Regions from separate parts of the Xenopus laevis genome. Here region 2 is linked to region 1. Evidence: chromatin contacts called from public Hi-C data. All regions are on one chromosome and are shown on one strand. Each heading gives the region's core, a stretch centred on a gene start, on an enhancer-like site or on the middle of the called end of the contact. The rest is flanking DNA. Distances are from core to core; before and after follow the strand shown. Region 1 holds the start of cfap251.L (cilia- and flagella-associated protein 251). Region 2 overlaps setd1b.L (histone-lysine N-methyltransferase SETD1B).

Region 1 (2,991 bases), core at 256-2,755:
ATTTGATCCGGCCAAACTTGCATTATTCTGAAACATGCCAAAATGATTCCGATATGAGTCAACAGAATCAACTAAGCTGGACTGATTCAGTTCAGTATTGTGAGAGCAATGTGCACAAAGTCAGTGACGTGCATGCAATTTGAACTTTTTTGTCCCATTTAAAAAAGGGTTGTGATCTCAATGAATGCTTAACTTTATATTCTAGCAAATATCTTCTTATGATGCAGAATAATAAGCTTCTTTTTGTAACATCTATATGTGCTCTCTGACATATAACTGTCTAGCTAAATCCATTGCTTCACAGTAACCATACCTCTGGGCCCACAACTTGCTGGGACATTTCTTCATTATTGCTGATACTTCCAGTTTCCAATTCCTGTGTTTCTTCTGTTCCTGCTTGACTGAGACCCTCATTGGCAGTGATTCCCAAGTGTGGATCCATACTGTTTATCTGCAAAAAACATTTTACTTCTTATTTTTATCAGTCGGTCTAGAGCAGTGGTTCCCAAAGTGCGTCCCAAAGTAGTCCAGAATAATTGCCACCTGGCCAGTATTTTAGCAGCCTTGCCAGTAAATTGGGTTGCCACCTTCTCTGGAAAAAAATACTGACCTTCCCATATATTTATCCTTTTTTCCTATTAATAACATTGGGCTCAAGCATTATTTTTACTGGCCAGGCCGGTAAAATACCAGCCAGGTGGCAACCCTACCAGTATGCATGATGCTAGTTGGTGTTAATGTTATTAATAGGGAAGAAAGAGGAAAATACAGGACTATAGTATGTGATATTTTTTTTTTTTACAGAAATAGTATGTTATTTTTTTTTACAGAAAAGGTGGCAATCCTAGGGCCTTGTCTGAAAACCTGTTTGTGTAATATTTAGGGGAAATAACTACTTTGTTCACATAGACATTCTTGAAACAGAGAAAAAACTTCTAAAATGACCAAACCATTCTGCATGTTCAATACAGGAGAGAGTTTATTTGCCCACATTCTACAGTAAGGAATAATTACAAACTGGTTACCACAGACTAGCCCTAGCACAAACCTACTTTCTCGATAGGAATGTGCAGAAATATTAACAAAACACTGTTTTAAAGAATGTGAAACTTCTTTTTAAGGGTAGAAAATAACTTTTCCCTACAAATCCCACTCCAGGCTTGTATTTACGGATGAAACAGGTATTCCCCCAAATGTTTTCCTGTCCTAACTAACCAACCTACTCACACTCATCAACATTTAAGGGAAAACGTTTCTTCTTCTAGATGCTCTGCGGTCACTGCACCCCCGAAGTCGGGTTGGTGGTGGTTTATTCCAGCACGGTGCACATTTTAAAAACGTAAATTAAGATGTGATTTTAGGGGCGCACTAAATGCATATTTTGCTGCACTGCACGCTCACCTGAGATGTTAATGCTCCTCCGCACCATGGACTCGCGCTTGTGTTGCTTAGCGACCGAATGTAAACTACACGACGTTCTCATGGGGACGGAAACCTACACTCGCCTTCGTCGTAAATCACCACTTAGAGCTAGCGTGCTTTACGCTCATTTTAGTCCTGGTTTGGAGGTGTCTGCAGCCAGTGATCTTATACAATGCTGTATGGGTTGTAATGATTGGGGGAATTCACAGAGAAAGTTTAATACGCAATAGCGTTTCTTCTGGTTTCATTTCGTATTGCCCTCAGGGGGGTAAATACTGATCTCTTGTTATACTTCTCCCTCCTGATAACATTGCTATTAGGATTTTACCAGCAGGCTATACAAGCCTTACAGAAGGCCACACAATCTGTCCACTCCACTAGCCTGATCCAGTAAGGCCAGTCCAGGAACTGGATAAGTGAAGATTTGTTTTTATTAAAGCTCAAAGCATTTCTTCAATCACCCACTGCAAATTCACACACAAAGTGCATATGGGCACAAAATAGATTCACCTAGGAGTGAGTCTTTGGCTCACCTTCGTCAGAAAACTTGGATGAGTCCCTTTATCCCCGACCTCCCCAGCTGAAATCCCCACAGGAGGCAACTGTCTTCATAAGTCCTTAGCCGCAAGGCTAGGGGGAGCATTTTGCCTTATCTCCTCCAGCAAAAGCCTATAAGGGGAAAGGGTAACATGTGACCTCTGAAGAAGCCTTAAAATGAAATGCTCTCTGGTAGTGCCCTGGAGAAGGAGCGTAATGGCCACACATCTCTCCCTAGATTCTTATAAAGACTCAAGGAGCCATATTGCACTGAATTCTTAGATAAAGTACAAAAAAACATTTGCAGATAAAAGTGTTGGTGTAAAGTACTAGTGGCAGTGTCATAGTGATCAGGCATAATGATGATTATCAGGCACCCAAGGGCAGGCCCGGACTGGCAATCTGTGGGTTCTGGCAAATGCCAGAGGGGCTACTGTAAGGTCTCATACACAATCACTATTCAGTGGGGTGGTGGAGGACTATTTGGGCCTCTGTGTACTTGGAATGCCAGGGCCTATTTTGACTCCCAGTCCGGACCTGCCCAAGGGGAGCATACCTTAGGGCTAAATACTGCGGCTCTATAGCTAAAGGCCTTTTGGCCAGACCAAGGGCCTCTCTGCTCCGTAAAGAGGGGAAGATCAGGTCCCTCCCTTAACAGATTTTTTTTAAATTGAAAAAAATATACTTTATTTTATATAAAAACAAGTAGGCCCGGACTGTGGGTTCTGTGGGTTCTGGGAAATTCCAGAGGGGTTGCTGTAAGATGCCATAGACAGTCACTATTTATTGGGCTGGTGTTTGGGCCTCTGTTTTCTTGAAAAGTCAGGGCCTATTTTGATTCTCAATCCAGACCTGGAAACAAGACAATGGATACAACACTTGATCTTAGCCAAAAAAGCCAAGAAATTGGGTAGGAGGAGTTTCCTACTTAAAAGCTGCCTAGATATCATGCTTCCTTTCCAATACAAAAGTTTTTAGTCTATTTATGCAGGGCCGCTTCTGCCATGAGGCAAGGTGAGACCCTTGCCTCAT
Region 2 (2,827 bases), core at 58-2,557, 61 kb after region 1:
ACATTCGCTCTCCTCACTTAATAATTTATTAGAAAAGTATGCTGGAGCATCAGATGATTCCAGATCATCTGTCTCTAACCTTATGTCCATGTGTGGTACCCCTCTAGGCGGGCTAGCAAATGAGATGGGTGAAGGAACACTGTTCATAGTTAAGGAAGCACTGGTTGGTTCTTTAAATGACTTTTTATCTGGCTCATCTACAGAGGGTGTTTTGCCAGAAGGGTGGCAGGTGAATATTGTATTTGATTCTGGGAAGGTTGGGGTGAAGTTAAAATCTCTTCCAGGTGTCCTTGGAATACCACTGTTAATTATTCCTGGTGACTGGGAGAGATAAGAAAAGGGACTACCAGGTATGTGCGGGGAAGCCAGCATAAGACTGTTACCTGTGAGTGGAGCATCACTACCTGGTGTTGCAGGAATGGTCTCTGTACTCTGAGACTTCCCAAGGTGGGAGGTCTTAACCACGATATCTCTGCCTGGTGTACGGGGCAGTTCTTCCTCTGACAATGTCTTAGTCACCTTTAAGTGACCAGTATGCTTTTCAGGGGGAAGCGAACACTCATCTTCCTTACTGTGGCTTTGCAAAAGAGGAAGGCTGGATGGGGGCACTTTCAAACCAGGCTGAAACGTGACCTCTGTATCTGAATGAGCAGCTGTGTCCCGGCCAGGTGTGCGAGGGTACAGTTCTTCATCTTCTGCAACAATCCGAGTCAAATTAAGTTGCAGCCTGGGTTCTTCAAGCTTGAGAACAGGACCAGATTCACCAAAAGCGCCAGTTGGTGTTAAGGGACGGATGGTCATAGACTCTTGTACAGCTGCAGGTGCATTTTCTGAACCCAAAGGCACAGGTTCTAAATGAAGCTCTATATACTCTTCCTCTGCAGAAAGTGGAGGGGAAAAATGGAGAAATAAATTAACAGTCTAGTTATTTGTGAAAGACAAATTGTAATATAGGTATTTACAAACAACTTAGACACAATTCAACAAGGGAAATTTAATGTAATATAAACCTGGTATGCATAAGTAAAGGTGCATTAAAGTCCTTAAACGGATAATCTCATGGGGTTTTTTTTCTCAGAATGCATCAGTTAACAGTGCTGCTCCAGCAGACTTCTGCATTGAAATCGGTTTCTCTTTATATTTAATTTTGAAATCTGACATGGGTCTAGACATATTGTCAGTTTCCTACCTGCCCCCAGTCATGTGACTTGTGCTCTAATAAACTTCAGTCACTCTTTGCTGCTGTACTGCAAGTTGGAGTGATACCCCCCCCCAGCGCCCTAACAACATAACAATGGCAAGGTAACCAGATAGCAGCTCACACAAAATAACAGCTGCCTGGTAGATCTAGGAACAGAACTCAGTAGTAAAACCCAGGTTCCACTGCGACACATTCAGTTACATTGAGTAGGAGAAACAGCCTGCCAGAAAGCAGTTCCATCCTAAAAGTGCTGGCTCTTTCTGAAAGCACATGAACAGGCAAAATTACCTCACATGGCTGCCTACACACCAATATGACAACTAAAAAAATACACTTGCTGGTTCAGGGATGACATTTTATATTGTAGAGTGAATAATTTGCAGCGTAAACATTGTAATTTAGAAATAAATAATACATCATAAAAATTATGACAGAATCCTTTAAAGGAACAGTAACGTCAAAAAATAAAAGTGTTTTAAAGTAATGAAAATATAATGAAGTGTTGCCCTGCACTGGTAAAACTGGTGTGTTTGCTTCAGAAACACTACTATTGTTTATATAAATAAGCTGCTGTGTAGCAATGGGGGCAGCCATTCAAAGGAGAAAAAGCTCAAGTTACACAGCAGATAGCAGATAAGCTCTGTCTGTCTAATGGTGTTATCTATTATCCATTAGTTACCTGTGCCATATAGCCGTTTTTCAATTTCCGCCATTGCTACACAGCAGCTTGTTTATATGATCTATAGTAGAGTTTCTGAAGCAAACAGATCAGTTTTACCAGCACAGGGCAACACTACATGATATTTTCATTACTTTAAAACACTTACATTTTTTGGTGTTACTGTTCCTTTAAGGAAATATAAGATGGCAACACTACCTTCATTCATTGGTGATGGTGCTTTTTCATGTTCCTTAAAAACATCCTCTTGCTTGGGTACTGCAGAGAGCTTCTCCGCCTCTAAGGTATCCGGTTTGTGTTCTTTAGACTCAACCAGTGGTACATCTAGGTCTTTCTTTCTCAGATGTGATGTCTCTTGTGCCGGTTGTGCAATATCTAGCTCTATTTTTTGCAATTCATCATCTTCTAAATCTGTTTCTGCCTTTGCTGAACTGCTACCTTCAGACACGTCCTCCCTGAAGACGTCTACTTCCCTTTCAGTCTCAATATCATCTTCCTGACCAAAATCTAGTTCCTCAGATTGATCCTCCTCGAAGATTAGTTCTTCTTCTTCGTCGTCATCCCCCTCTATTTCGTCATCTGAATCTGAGCTTGACTCATACTCTGAAGATTCCTCACTTACATCAGAAGAATCCATCTCAGCTCTGGAAGAAGCTACACTGGTGGTGTCATCTACAGAACATAAATTATTATAACAACATGTACAAACCAAACATGGAGGTTCATAACTTACATGTACAAATATATAGTACATTCTTTTTAATGTTTACCTTTTTAAAGTATACACAAAGAAGGAACTTTTCCTCTAAACATATAAAATACTGCCCACATTTATTTATTCAGTTTCATCAAATACTTAATTTTACCAGCTACTGGCATTCTAGAATTCCTATATATGTATGTTCTAAGTAGATTCCAACGGTTGCAGCAGACACCATGTTTCACAA

Evidence for each region. Hi-C and Micro-C count contacts between places; a contact is called where the count stands out from the background.
Region 2: a Hi-C map of the XL177 cell line shows a contact between it and region 1, with 3 times the contacts expected there. The contact joins the enhancer-like site here to the promoter of cfap251.L in region 1. A contact is called at or near these places in 2 of 4 Hi-C or Micro-C datasets (the XL177 cell line and the XTC cell line).

What each region holds. Positions count from the first base shown.
Region 1 is chr1L:175,910,988-175,913,978 of Xenopus_laevis_v10.1, forward strand. It overlaps cfap251.L (cilia- and flagella-associated protein 251), which reads right to left and starts at 1,506. Exons shown (of 22, transcript XM_018263214.2): 1 at 1,402-1,506; 2 at 314-451. The coding sequence starts at 442.
Region 2 is chr1L:175,972,069-175,974,895 of Xenopus_laevis_v10.1, forward strand. setd1b.L (histone-lysine N-methyltransferase SETD1B) reads right to left here. Exons shown (of 18, transcript XM_018263237.2): 12 at 2,079-2,552; 13 at 1-878. Among protein-coding and RNA genes, the nearest start is that of setd1b.L, 17 kb to the right of the region's middle. Within about 2 kb of position 1,308, at least 1 of the 7 cell types and tissues checked has an H3K27ac peak or open chromatin away from gene starts, as enhancers often do.